Linked DNA regions of Mus musculus: region 1 is linked to region 2. Evidence: chromatin contacts called from public Hi-C data. All regions are on one chromosome and are shown on one strand. Each heading gives the region's core, a stretch centred on a gene start, on an enhancer-like site or on the middle of the called end of the contact. The rest is flanking DNA. Distances are from core to core; before and after follow the strand shown. Region 1 overlaps Nrp1 (neuropilin 1). Region 2 overlaps Pard3 (par-3 family cell polarity regulator).

The links. Hi-C and Micro-C count contacts between places; a contact is called where the count stands out from the background.
Region 1: a contact with region 2 is called in a Hi-C map of bone marrow-derived macrophages, with 9 read pairs. The contact joins two enhancer-like sites. A contact is called at or near these places in 1 of 484 Hi-C or Micro-C datasets (bone marrow-derived macrophages), 1 of 115 datasets of contacts at active chromatin or transcription factors (fibro-adipogenic progenitors) and 1 of 9 other capture datasets (embryonic stem cells).

What each region holds. Positions count from the first base shown.
Region 1 is chr8:128,446,147-128,452,743 of GRCm38.p6, forward strand. The region is part of intron 6 of Nrp1 (neuropilin 1); the gene reads left to right. Among named protein-coding and RNA genes, the nearest start is that of Gm32643, 44 kb to the right of the region's middle. Within about 2 kb of position 4,660, at least 40 of the 459 cell types and tissues checked have an H3K27ac peak or open chromatin away from gene starts, as enhancers often do. A contact at or near this core is called in bone marrow-derived macrophages, where this site is marked.
Region 2 is chr8:127,327,773-127,334,245 of GRCm38.p6, forward strand. The region is part of intron 5 of Pard3 (par-3 family cell polarity regulator); the gene reads left to right. Among named protein-coding and RNA genes, the nearest start is that of Gm9909, 120 kb to the right of the region's middle. Within about 2 kb of position 2,694, at least 39 of the 459 cell types and tissues checked have an H3K27ac peak or open chromatin away from gene starts, as enhancers often do. A contact at or near this core is called in bone marrow-derived macrophages, where this site is marked.

The sequences.
Region 1 (6,597 bases), core at 3,410-5,909, 1.1 Mb after region 2:
TGGCACCAAGCAGCCTGATCCTTCTCTTCTGTCTGGTCTCTGGGCCACATTCATTCTAACCTCAGGTTCAGTGATCCTGTCAGCTCCTGAAGGAAGCTCCTGAAGGAAGGATGTTTTATGCCAAGTGGAGGAGTTTTCTCGACACCTGAATTCACAACCACTCCATCAGCACATGAAACTCTCATTACCAAGAGAGGCCCACCTACATCAGTGAGAAATACATGGAAAACCGTGTGAAAGGAAGCTGTCAGAGTTTATAGGGCAAATGACTGATGGAGGCCATTACTCCCATCTGTAAGCCTTTAGTTTCCAGAAATTTCCCCCACCCCCCATTTGTTTTTTAAACCAAGATTTTAGGCAAAGGAGAAATCAAAGGCATGATTGACTGTGGAATAGGCAGATGCCGACTATAATTGCGTATCTCTGGTCAGTCATTTAGGAATCACCCCAATGTAGCAAAAAGACTCACATGAGCAGAATAGAACAACTACATTGTATTGGGGGGAAAGGGTGGTACATCTGTGCATAGACAGGTATGTGTGCATACGTGTAGAGGCCAAATGATAAACTCAGGTGCCATTCCTCAGCAGCTACTCACCTTGTGTTTGAGACAGTGTCTCACAAACCTAGAACTCACCAGATAGGTTAAACAGGCTGACCAGTGAGCTACAGAGATCCTTCCCTGTGCTGAGGTAATGTGTGTACCAATTGCAACAGCTTTCTGCGGGCTTTGGCAGTCAAACTCATGTCTTTAAGCACTTCACTGACGGAGCCACCCCCTAGCCCCAGAACAGCATTTTAAACAGAAAGATTCCTTCTCTCTACTTAATATTTTCTTGATTGGTTTAGTTTGAAATCTTTTTAAGCTTCCAAGAAACTAGGAAGGGGTGTGTGTGTTTGTGTGTGTGTGTGTGTGTGTGTGTGTGTGTGTGTCTGTGTCTGTGTATGTGTGTCTGTATGTGTTTGGGTGTGTGTGTCTGTGTGTGTTTGGGTGTGTGTGTGTGTGTGTGTGTTTGGGTGTGTGTGTGTGTGTGTGTGTGTGTGTGTGTGTCTGTGTGTCTGTGTGTCTGTGTCTGTGTTCTTTGATATGCCTTGGAACCAGCTTAGCTCTGTTTCTGCCTGGAGTCTGCCTACTTTCTGTAGCCCTACAATGACACAGATTGAAAATTAGGTAAGCCTTATGACTTTTGGTGGTGCATAGACTTTGATGTTACTTTTGCCAAAGTACAAGAAAGGTATGAAGAACTGCTCACACATAAACACCCTAGGCTGCCAGGCTTGTCTTTGCTCCTTAACAGGAATGTGAGTGGCCAGGACCAAGTCTTTGAGATTCTGTAGATACAGTAGAAGAGCTATTGCATCACTGCTGCCCATTTAGCCAACTTCCAGAAGAGACACTAAGTTCCTGAGAGGACATTTGAGAAATGAATAACAAGGACCACTCCATAACCCAACCAGGAAGATTCAATGGCACTCAAGCTTTAAGTAACAGCCTTTCTAAAGGACCGGAAAGCTTGTGGAGAGTTATAATATGCGTAGTGCAAAATATGCGGATAAGAGTAATTGCATTCCACCTTACTGTTCGTGGCCTAGACACTTTCTTCTTGACTTTAATATCATGCAGTTGTCTTTGGTTTGGAAGAAAGGGGTTTTAGATCTTGCCAACCATGCTGGACTTAGAACAGCATTGAATTTAATCGCAGGGAACACTGATGCCATCTGCTAAGGATTAGGGGTGTTTAGGAATAGTGAATAAAACTTCAGAAGACTCACTCCTCTGAAATTATAATTTACACACACACATGTGCATATACATATACACCAACTACAAAACTACTAAGGAAAAATGTACTCACAATCTAATGGCCCTGGTGTAGGGGTGTGCATGATATGTCCTCAAATAGTCCCCATAATAACATGAGGCATAACTGAATATTGTCTCTTGAAGAGAGGAAGAAACAAAAGCTTGAATTGGAATCTTAGCCAGGTCATTCTTTCTTGTCAAAGTTACACAACCACTTCCTAGGTCTCTGCCTTTGGCCACGACATGCCTACCATAACCCCCTGATTTTCCTAAGCCCAGAATCTGCTGAGCAGTTCAGTGCAGCCTGTACACTCTGTACTGAAAATGTTTTTGTTTGTTTACTTGCCTTTTTTCCCTCTCTTACTGCAGGACAGAAATCTTGTAACTTTTCTCTTAACCCTCACAATGAATGTATAGACACACCAAACACTTACTTGCATTGTAAATGAATAATTGCCAGTCACTGCCTTTCCTCCAGGGTAGGATGCCCTGCACAGGTTCAAGCTTCTGTTCACACTCACTTACCTGTCCTTAAGGTTTGAGGACCCAATGTGGCATCTGAACAGCAAAGCTGCACACAATCAGTGTAATGTTTTCTCAAAGTGCTTTGTTTCTAGTGTAGACATAAAGCTTCATGCAAGATAGAGGAGTGTTGCTGGCTCAAAAGTGGAATCTCGGGAGAGCATCTCTCCTTCATGGGAATGCCTGGTGTCCCAGAGGCAGAGAAAACAATTCAGCCATACAGTGATGCTAAGCTTGGAGTTAAACCACAGTGAGGATTCCTTGTCTCTGTAACTATCATCTGCTTCATGTCTAGATTCCTGCGTTTTACAAAGGTCCACAAAGGAGTGTGGGGTCCATGTGATGTGTTAGTGATGTATTTATGTAGTATATGCTTGTCTCTGTGGTATATGTATGTATATATGTATGTATGTATGTGTGTATGTATGTATGTATGTATGTAGTATTTCTCTCTCTCTCTCTCTCTCTCTCTCTCTCTCTCTCTCTCTCTCTCGTGTGTGTGTGTGTGTGTAGGGTATGTGTGTGGTATGGTGTGGTGTGGCTATGTGTGGTATGTGTCTGGTGTGTTTCTTAATGTGTAATGTGGTATGTGTATGTGGTATGTGTGGATGAGTATATATGGATTATCTCTATGTGTGTAGTATATATAGCTTGGAGAAAGATATGAATTGTGTATAGATCTCTGGTGTGTATGTGTGCATGTATGCATGTGTGATCTCTCTCTCTCTCTCTCTCTTTCTCTGATGTATCAGATATGTGTAGTGTGGTATTTGTGTGTACCTATGTGTGGTATGTCTGACTATGTGTCTGTGTGTATGGTGCATGCTTCATTATGTGGTGTGTGTGTCTATGCGTGTGTCTACATACCTATGTGTGGGGTATGTGTGATATCTATGTCTGTGTGTGTGAATTCATATGTTTGATTGTATGGTGTCTGTGTGTGTGCATGTGTATGCGCGCGTGCGTGTGTGTGTGTGTGTGTGTGTGTGTGTGTGTGTGTGTGTGTTGGAGTCTGAAGACACCCTTGTTCTCTAAGTAAAGTCTGCCAAAAGATAAAAGACAGAGGAGCAATATTAATTTCTGGTAGGCAACTGGGTAAGATTTTGCTATTCCTTTTGCCTCTTTCTCATGAACCCTGACAAAGAACCAAGTGGAACTGCTTACTAGTCAAGGACTAACTCACAATTAAATTTTTGTTTTTAAGTTGGTTCTACTGGTTTGTGGGTTAACACTAGAAGAGTGTCAAGGAATCAGATCCAGCTGCAACCGGAACTTGGTTTTCTCTTAACTATGGTCAGAAGGATTCATTCACGTGTCTAAGATTACCAGAGAATGTTGGATCTTTGTCTTGAACTTTAAAAAAAAATCCATAACTATCAGCTTATTCTTCCACCATATAATAATATTCAAAGTAAACTCTTCCAGTAGCCTTGTGTGCAGTTTAAAGTAATCAACAAGGTAGTCACAGATGGCCTCATATTTCCCATAACTGCACAAAATATTTAATTTCCAAAAAAAAAAAAAGCTGTTGGATTATATTTTTGCTGCCACCGAACTTGAAGACCAGCATGGGGTGCCTTGAGCCACACAGGGTGACTCTGGACCAGGGAATATGACAGTTTGTTTCTCAGTTTATTTATCCATAAAATTTTCCTTGTTTGATAGGTGGTTTGAAGGAGGTAACACATTTAAGTTTTACCCTTAAATTAAATACCCTAAACACAGAGGCTGCATTGCAGATTTTCTATTAAAAAGAACAATTTTAGTTATCAGCATTTTTCTAAATAAGACAATAATCGTGACAAAATAATATAGATAAAGAATTATGTTATTAACCATCAGAGGATTATGTTATTAACCTTAGGTGGTTGTGTTCTGATTAGCATCTATAAAAAGCCAGAGATCCTGAGTTTCAAGCAGACAATGGTCAGATGCTGTGAATCAGCCCACTCAGCCTAGAATAGCTGAGGTCTACATGCCTGGCTAGGTCAGAAAACATGTGTTTTATCTAAGGAAATGAGACAATTACTTAAAAATATTTTCTTTAGCTTTAGTATCAACTGATGAATTAAACAGCCTTGAGTCATCAGAGATGTTCTGAAGAAAACCTGCCATGTCTTCCCCTCACAAGCAGACTTTCCGGTTTTTAATCAGACCTCAGTTCTTTGTCCTTTATTTTCTCAGGCTGTTGTGCTGGCCTGCCAGGGGAGCATTAAAAGCTGATAAATGCTCCCTTGCCAATGCTCACTCACGGGGCCGTATTTTATTGAGCAAGGCAGATTTTCATTTTGGAAATGAGGTTTTCCACATTACATTACCAATGGCCGGTTGTGCGCAGTCATGGCAAGCAGCGGCAAGCATTTCATGGCTCAAAGGCTACGAGCTGTGTGATTTACTATACAATGCTGAGAAATGCTGCTTCGTCCTCCAGTGATCCTCAGTAAAATGTGGGCCTTTCCTTGCCTCTCTGTATCTGGGGAATGTGTTTCCTGTTATTGTGAAGACAATGCCTTTGGCCGTAAAGTGTTTATTCTTGTAGATACCTGAACAGAAAGAGCAAGGAAGGAGTCAGGGGACCCCTGCCTTCCAGGGTCCCCAGCAGTAGGACCAACGCTGCTCCCTATCTCACACCTACAAGGAAAAGCTGGTGATTTCTTTGTTTCTGCCTGATAGCTCTTTGTTCAAAAATAAGATATGGTGAGAGAATCTAGACTCTTTGAATTTTATATCAATGTTGGAAACAGTGTCTTATTGAGTCACTTATGTCCACTGAGCTGTGAAAACTGGCTCAGGAAGCAGCCACTAGAACTCCAAAGTCTGATGAACTTCTGAAGATAGTGTACATACCACTGGATACTTTCCAGATGTTGATGTGTGTCATACCCCCAGTGGGAAGTGCTCAACGAGCTGAGAAAACCATTTGATGTTCAATGGCACATGTGCCTACCCCCACTCCATATCCCTCCCCACCATCCCTCATCACAGAATTCCTCCAAATTCAGACCTGAAAACACATCCATCTTCCAGGCAAGAATATGACAGCTAGAAAGTAAAGATATACTCTAAAACTCCGAAAGTTAAGGATATTCTACAAACTCAGAAAGTAAGGACTCTCAAATAATCAGGAGACAGTGAGAGAAGAGAAGTTGCCTGGGTTTGGGAAGCATATTACCTGATCGTAGTACCTGTGAGCCTAAATATCTGTGGGGAAAGAGAGCAACATGCAGGAAAGGAACCCTCCAGAACACAGCGGGGGTGCACTGTGGAGAACTTCCCTGAACAGTGCTGGCTTCTCTACTATTCCTGCTGTTTGTCTTAAGTGTACCATTCTTGTGGCCTGGAATAGAAGGTGGGTGAAAGCAAAGCAAAGTCCGGACATGGACGAGGATGGATCTGGAGATTCTACATTATCTCCACAGCTGCTGACCACTGCCTTCCAATTAGTGTCCTTCAGAGTCCACGCATTTAAGACCAACAGTGTCTGCTAGTGTGAGAAGCATAGCTGGCTACTTGGTGCTGACTGTTTCATCTTTACAGATCTTCATGGTCAATTCTGCTCTTCCTGTGTGCCCCACTCCCTTCCTCTTCCTGTCTACTTGCAGAATCCTACTATAGAATCTTTGCTACACACTTGGACATCACAGTCAGCTGTGAAATGTCTCCCCTCCCCCACCCTTCCCAATGTTTAACGTTGCATCTTTTCTTTCCTGTTTCATACTGTGTATGTCAGCCCTTCCTAAGGTCACACATTTGAAGTTGCCACAGATTTGCTATCTGTCCAAATCTACTGAACACACCTCTCTAGAGTCAATGATTATTACATTAAGTCCAATACCGGAGGGCTCAAAAGTAGCAGGACATAAATCCATCAGTATGGGGTGATACCCTTAAAATGGTGATGAGGTTAGGTGTGGTGGCACATACTTGTCATCTCAGCACTCAGAAGGCTAAGGCAAGAGAAGCCTGAGAGTTCCAGACCAGTTTTGGCTAAGTAGTGGGTTCTAGATCAGCCTAAACTTCACAGAACCTGTGTGTGTGTGTGTGTGTGAGAGAGAGAGAGAGAGAGAGAGAGAGAGAGAGAGAGAGAGAGAGAGGAAGGAAGGAAGGAAGGAAGGAAGGAAGGAAGGAAGGAAGGAAGGAAGGAAGGAAGGGAGAGAGAAAGAAAGAAAGAAAGAAAGAAAGAAAGAAAGAAAGAAAGAAAGAAAGAAAGAAAGAAAGAAAGAAAGGAAGGAAGGAAGGAAGGAAGGAAGGAAGGAAGGAAGGAAAGAAGG
Region 2 (6,473 bases), core at 1,444-3,943:
TTGCTCACTGCCATCCCCAGTGTTCATCCTTTCAGAGATGGAGTCTTGCTCCAGTGGCATCTCATCAGAATTAGAATACAGTTTAATCTTCTTAAATCATTTTTAGTCTTCTTCTGAAGAATTAATTTAGTCTTAGTCCTTATGCCCACCTTTATATATCCTTTTGCTTGGGACTTGGAGGTGTGTGTGTGTGTGTGTGTGTGTGTGTGTGTGTGCGCGCGCGCGCGCGCGCGCAAGCTCCCATGTACACATGCACTCGCCTTCTGATCACCTCTGCTTGGTACTACCTAAGCATATGGGCCTCTGTGATCTGATAGAGCTGGGGGGCAGTTGTCACTCATTCACTTCTGGAGCCCTTCAAAGGCTGCTTGTCAGGATTGTTTTCTTTATCTTTCTATCTATCTATCTATCTATCTATCTATCTATCTATCTATCTATCTATCTATCTATCATCTATCTATTCATCCATTATCTATTATCTATCTCTATTATCTATCTATAATCTATCATCAATCATCTCTATATATCATTTATTATCTATCTATCTATCTCTCTACCTACTTACCTACCTATCATCTCTTATACATCTATCTATTATCTATCTCTATCATCTATCTATAATCTATCATCAATCATCTCTATATATCATTTATCTATTATCTATCATCTGTCTATCTCTCTATCTACCTACTTACCTACCTATCATCTCTTATACATCTATCTATTTATCATCTATTATACATCTATTTATCTAGCTATCATCTATCTATCTATCTATCATCTATTATAAATCTAGCTAGCTAGCTATCATCTATTATCTATCTATCATCTATCATCAATCATCAATCTATAATCTATCATCTACCTATTTATCTGTTATCTATCTATCTACCTACCTAACATCTATCTGTCCATCTGTCCATCTACCTATGTCATCTATCCATCATCTGTCTATATCTAGCATCTATCTATAATCTATCCCCTGACTGTCTATTATCTATCATCTATATATCATTTATCTATTTTTCTATTATCTATCTATCCCTTCTGCCTTCATTGCTCTGTGAGATTACATGTATGTGCCACCAAACCCAACATAATGCAGTCTAGAGGACAGCACTCAGAACTTTGTGTTTACCAGGTAAGCACTGTACCTACTGAGCCACATCCCTCAGCCTGTTTTGTCCTTTTTGCTGGCTGTGATTACTACCTTCTGCTGCTTCTTTGATTGATGGAGCTGAAAGCCTGCAGGGAGACAGGAGGTGAGTCAGAAATTCTGAGCAAAAAAACCAGTCAGGTGGTATATGGAGTGACATTTGTGGAATCTTAGTGTTCACTGCTTTTCTTGCCCGTGAATACACTGTTACAGTCAGCCTGGCTGGATAAAGACACATTATTTTATAAATCCTTGACCTTCAGGTGCCTTTTCCTGTGCTCATTGCGGTCGGCCTTAAAGCCCTTTGTTGGAGCATTGTGCTCAGATGATGGGGAAAGATGTGTCTGTCTCTGATGTGCAGTGCACTGTTCATACCTCTGCTTCTCACTCTTCTTAACATTTGCTGTTTATTTTTGTGTCTTAGGAGAGGTAGAACTACTGTCCACTTTAGGAATACTAGTCAGAAAATTACATCAGCATTTCTATCTTATAGTATATTCTTCTCAAAACCTATTTCTGATACCCTGCCTGGAGAATAGGAACCGTTTAAAAGACATTTATTTATTTAGTTTAGTTTAGTTTGGATAGAGACAGTTTTTTGGTGGTGGTTGTTTTTGTTTAATCAGTTCCTTTGTAGGTTTTTCCTATCACGATCAACTTGGTTTTGGAGCAGTCCTGAAAATGTTGCTTTTAAGTGTTCGAGCAATTCATTCGCTGGTTTTGGTTTTGGCCACCTGTGTGGCCTGTGATATTTCTGTGATGGTTCTGTATTGATGAGGGGCCTTTTTCCCCTTTGCTTTTTCTGATGTTCAGGTCTCAGGTGAGACCCTTGTGAGTGTTTCCAAGGTACTCTACCAACCCAGTAGTCTCTCCAGCACAAGCTAAGTCAGACTTTTTAAGTAGCTGAGAAACTATGTAGAGATTAAACTACTGGAGAGAAGTGTGGTTATTTTTACTACATCCAGCTGAAGAGATTGGTGGGCTGGGACATTTGAATTTCTTTTCATACGGGGCAGTATTTTTTATCTTCTCTAAGCTAAGCACATACTAGTTCCTAATTTTGATGATTTAGTCTTTACAATGCTGGGTGATGGAGCAGCCCCAAAACACACACACACACATGCTTGTTTTCTTCAAGAGTTACAATTTCCAAGTTGAGAAATGAAACTGTAATGTTGATATTCATTAGTTGAGCCCTCTGGTAAACATGTTTCTTGTCCTGTCCAATGCTCTCGGTTCAAAGAAGAAACTCATTAACTGGCCCTTTGTGCTTTAACTTTTACCTAGACAGAAGTATGGTGTGATGGCACTGTCATCCCCCTTAGATGTCTTGATTTGCCTGTGGGTGCTCACTCTGCCCCTGTTCCTCTAAAGAAACAATGGCCTTTGGCGTGCCAAGGTCTTCACTTCCCTCCTGCTTGCCTTGTCAGTCATGTGGTTTCTCCCTTGCAAATCTCTTTGCTCCAGTCATTCCTTCAGTGGGTGTTTGTTCAACTGGAGCCCCCCTCCCCCCACAAGCCTTCCTCACGCAGGCTCTGCCCCTTAGAGTACAGAGGCTTGGTTCCTCTTTTGTCCCTTGACAGATCCTTCCCCTCAGGATGACATCTGTGTTTCTGCCCACCACCCTCCTCTTGGCCACGTTACCAAAGTGAGTTTGCCGTGGCTTCTCCCAGTGTCCACGTAGACACAGCCCAGACAGTCACCATGCTTTACCTATCCATAGCATCCAGAGGTAGTGAAGCTGACAACTAAGAATAGCCATCACATACATATAAATTTTATTCGAGATTTGTGCGGTTATACAATTGATACTTCTTGACAACACTGCTTGTTATATAGCACCTGCCTGTGACAGGGAAGACTGAAGACATGTTACAGAGGAAAGGCCTGAGGGCTGAAGAGAGACGGAAAGTCTGTCTGTGTGAAGCCGTGGTCCTGCTTTGAAAGTGATGGAGGACACTGCCTTTCTTATCTAAGTGTTGGCCTGTGCGCTTCCTTGGGGACAGCCTCCTAATTGAACTCGGATGTGAGAGCTAAGCAGCTTGCACCATCAGCTGCCCCTGCCGATCTCTGTGTGTCCTAATGAGCTCTGCTGATTGAGAGCTGGTCCTGTTTAATCCTGGGAGAGCCCAGGAGTCTGTCTGAGCTTTGCTGAGCTGCTGTGACCCAGTTAAGTGAGGTTCTTAAAAGGACATGGGGGGGGGGTGGGAGGAAAAATCCAAAAATGTTGATGTAAGTCCAAGACACCTGTCAATTTTGTTCTCAAGGAAACATTAAATTATTCTTCATGTCTACAACTAAGTAAATTCCCTGCTTCCTTTGCAAATGGTATTTGAACAAAATATTTGATTGTGTTGGATAATTTGTGGACATTAGAATTGGGCCTAACAGTAAGCACTCTGTAGTGAAAACATTGTGATTTTTCTGAGAGCTTTTTTTCTTTAGATCCAGGGGTTTCTTCATTCTCGCTAGACTGTAAATGTATTGTTCTATCATCTATGGCTGCGAGCTGGGAAAGTTTCACCTGTATAGGCATTTGTTTGCTTTTTTCCTCACTAGAGGGACAGTATGATTTTGTGTCCGTTTACAGAAATTGCATATACTATAAATTCTAGCACACCATCAATATGCTTGGCATAAGATTTAGACTCTTGTGATCATTTTATTTAGTCAACACCCACCCCTCCCCAAGAAACACTTCTAATTCATATAGATATTTGATATGAAAACCATGTTGTGATTTTGAAATTCTTTCCTGTCTGCCTATGCATCTGCCACATGTGTGTGGGTAGATGCATGCAGGGGTCAGAAGAGGGGATTATATCACTGGGAATGGAGTTCCAGGTGGTTATGAGTGAGCACTATTAATCACTGAGCCATTTCTCCAGACCCTTAAATTATTTTCTAATTAAAAAAAAGTTATTTAACTTTATTTAATGTGTTTGGATGTTTTCCTTGCACAAAGTTTATGTGCCATTTGCATGCAGTGCTCAACTAGGCCAGAAGAGGGCAGCAGAGTCCCTGGAACTGGAGTCCCTCCTTAGCTGTCATGTGGATCTGGGAATTGAAACCAGGTCATCCAGGAGGGCATCCAGAGCTTTTCACTGCAGAGCCATCTTTCTTCCCTTGGAGTTATTTTCTGATAGAAAGGAAATACTGTTCATTATGATATTCCACAGAAGTGTTAATTGAATTGATTCCGATGTAAAAATGATCCCACACCAATTGTTGTTGTTTTTGTTTCCTAAGTGTCCATTACACATGTAAGCTATTTGCAAGCCCTTCCTCTTCCCTGTGGAATACAGTACAACTTATGGACAGAGTAGGGCTAATACGGACACACTCTTGGTATTGCTGTTGTTTGTGGTGAGATTTCATGTATCACAGGTTGACTTCCAACTCACGGTATAGCTGACGATGACCTTGAACGTCTGCTAAAATACCAGTACCCATAACATTTTGTTATTTGTTCCCCTTTTAGTGTGTGTGTTGCATGTATATATGTATGTCTGTAAGTGATAGGTTTATTTCTCTGCTGCCAGTGAAATGAGCCAATTCAAGCCAGATTGCATCGTATTAAAGGCAGGTGTACTGGGAAGTTACTCCCTGGCAAGTTCACTGGCTCTAAGGATTGAAGCCAGGGGAGTCACCATAGGGAGAGGGGAAAGAGAGAAAGGACTTGTGTGCAGAGAGAGAAGAGGAGGAGGAGAAGGAGGAAGAAGAGAGAGAGAGAGAGAGAGAGAATATGAATCGCAAAATGTCTGAATTATATAGAGTAGCGCTTCTGGGGAAGGTCAGCCTAGACCCTGGGTGGGAAAGTTCAAGGCTGGGGCAGGGCATGCCAGGTAGGGACTGTAGGGACTGAGGGACACTAGGAGAACCTTGGAGGCCAGGTCTGCTTTGATAAAACTTGTACCTTAGTCCCTTGTCCAGGGTCTAAAACCATGCAGTATGAATGCATTTGTGTAGGTATGTGTGCACGTGTATATGGAAGTCAGAGATTGATGTTGTGTCTTCCTTTCTTGCACACTCCTACACACACACACACACACACACTTACTTTATTTTACCCAGGCAGATGCATACTCTCACTTAACCAAGAACTGTTGGATCTGACTAGTCTAGTTGGCCAATCTGTCCAATGCATGGATCCTCTGTCAGCCTCCTGAGTGCTGGAATTGCAAACAAGCCACCAGGACAGTTTGACTTTCATGTGGGTTCAGAGAATACAGCCAGAGTCTTCATGCACTTTGCCCACTGAATCATCTCCCCGGTTCCACTCTGATACTTTTTCACTTTTAAATGATCTCCTGTATCTCTGGGTGACCTCGCAGTGGCTGTGGCATCTTCTGGTCCACCATCACCTCTTAAAGGTGTTTTAAAGATGTAGGTGGATTTTTTTTTCACATATGATCAACTCATAGTTTGAAAGTTGGACATTACTCGTGGGTGTGGAAATACAAACATCTCTCCCAAAGACCCGTCTCCCTCCTTCCCACAGGAAGGCACAGTTGGAGGCCGTGTGTTCTTTCAAATGGTACCATGCCTTCAGGAGCAAGTAGAGGGTGGCTTGTCGTGTTGTTTTTTGAAATAATACCTCGTAGGTAGCTCTGGCTGGTCTTGAACTCAGAAAGATTGGCCTTTGAAACTCAGTACCATTTGAGAAATGTTAAATATTCAGAATTTGCATGCATCAAATCAGACTTTTTATGGAAGAACTTTTTCAACTTTGACTTTCGATCCTTCTTGTACTTAAATCTCAGTCATTGGACTTTCTTCTCTCTTGAATCTAGAGTTGTGCTAACTGTCCCTAAACCTTCTCCCCCTTGCTGTCTGTTTCCATATTTAAATCACATAGGCTTGACATTTTTATTCTTCTTTTTACTAGAATTGTTCTGTTTCTCTTCCCCCCCCTCCCACCTCTGCTTGTTATTAGGGGTCATTTGTTTTGGGTGAGATTTGATGAAGAATAGATAAAGTTCTGGAGACCCGGGTGGGGCTCTTTAAAGTCCAACAGCTCTTCAAATTACACTTTTGGAAAAAGATGCAGAGGGCATCTGTGACTGTAACCCAGGGTTTTATACATGCTGAGAACACAGCCTGCAGCTTAGCTACACCCCATAGAGGTGTTTTTAATTAGGTCCTCAGTATTATTTTAGGTACATATATCCTATGTGAACAAATTAGAACACCTTCGATCCTCCTGTTATATCAATGCTGGGGTAAGGTGCTATTTTAATCTATTTTTGTGTTAACAGCATTTTTATCTGGAGACCTCAGACCATGCGTTATACAATTGCACGGAAAGTGCGTGTTT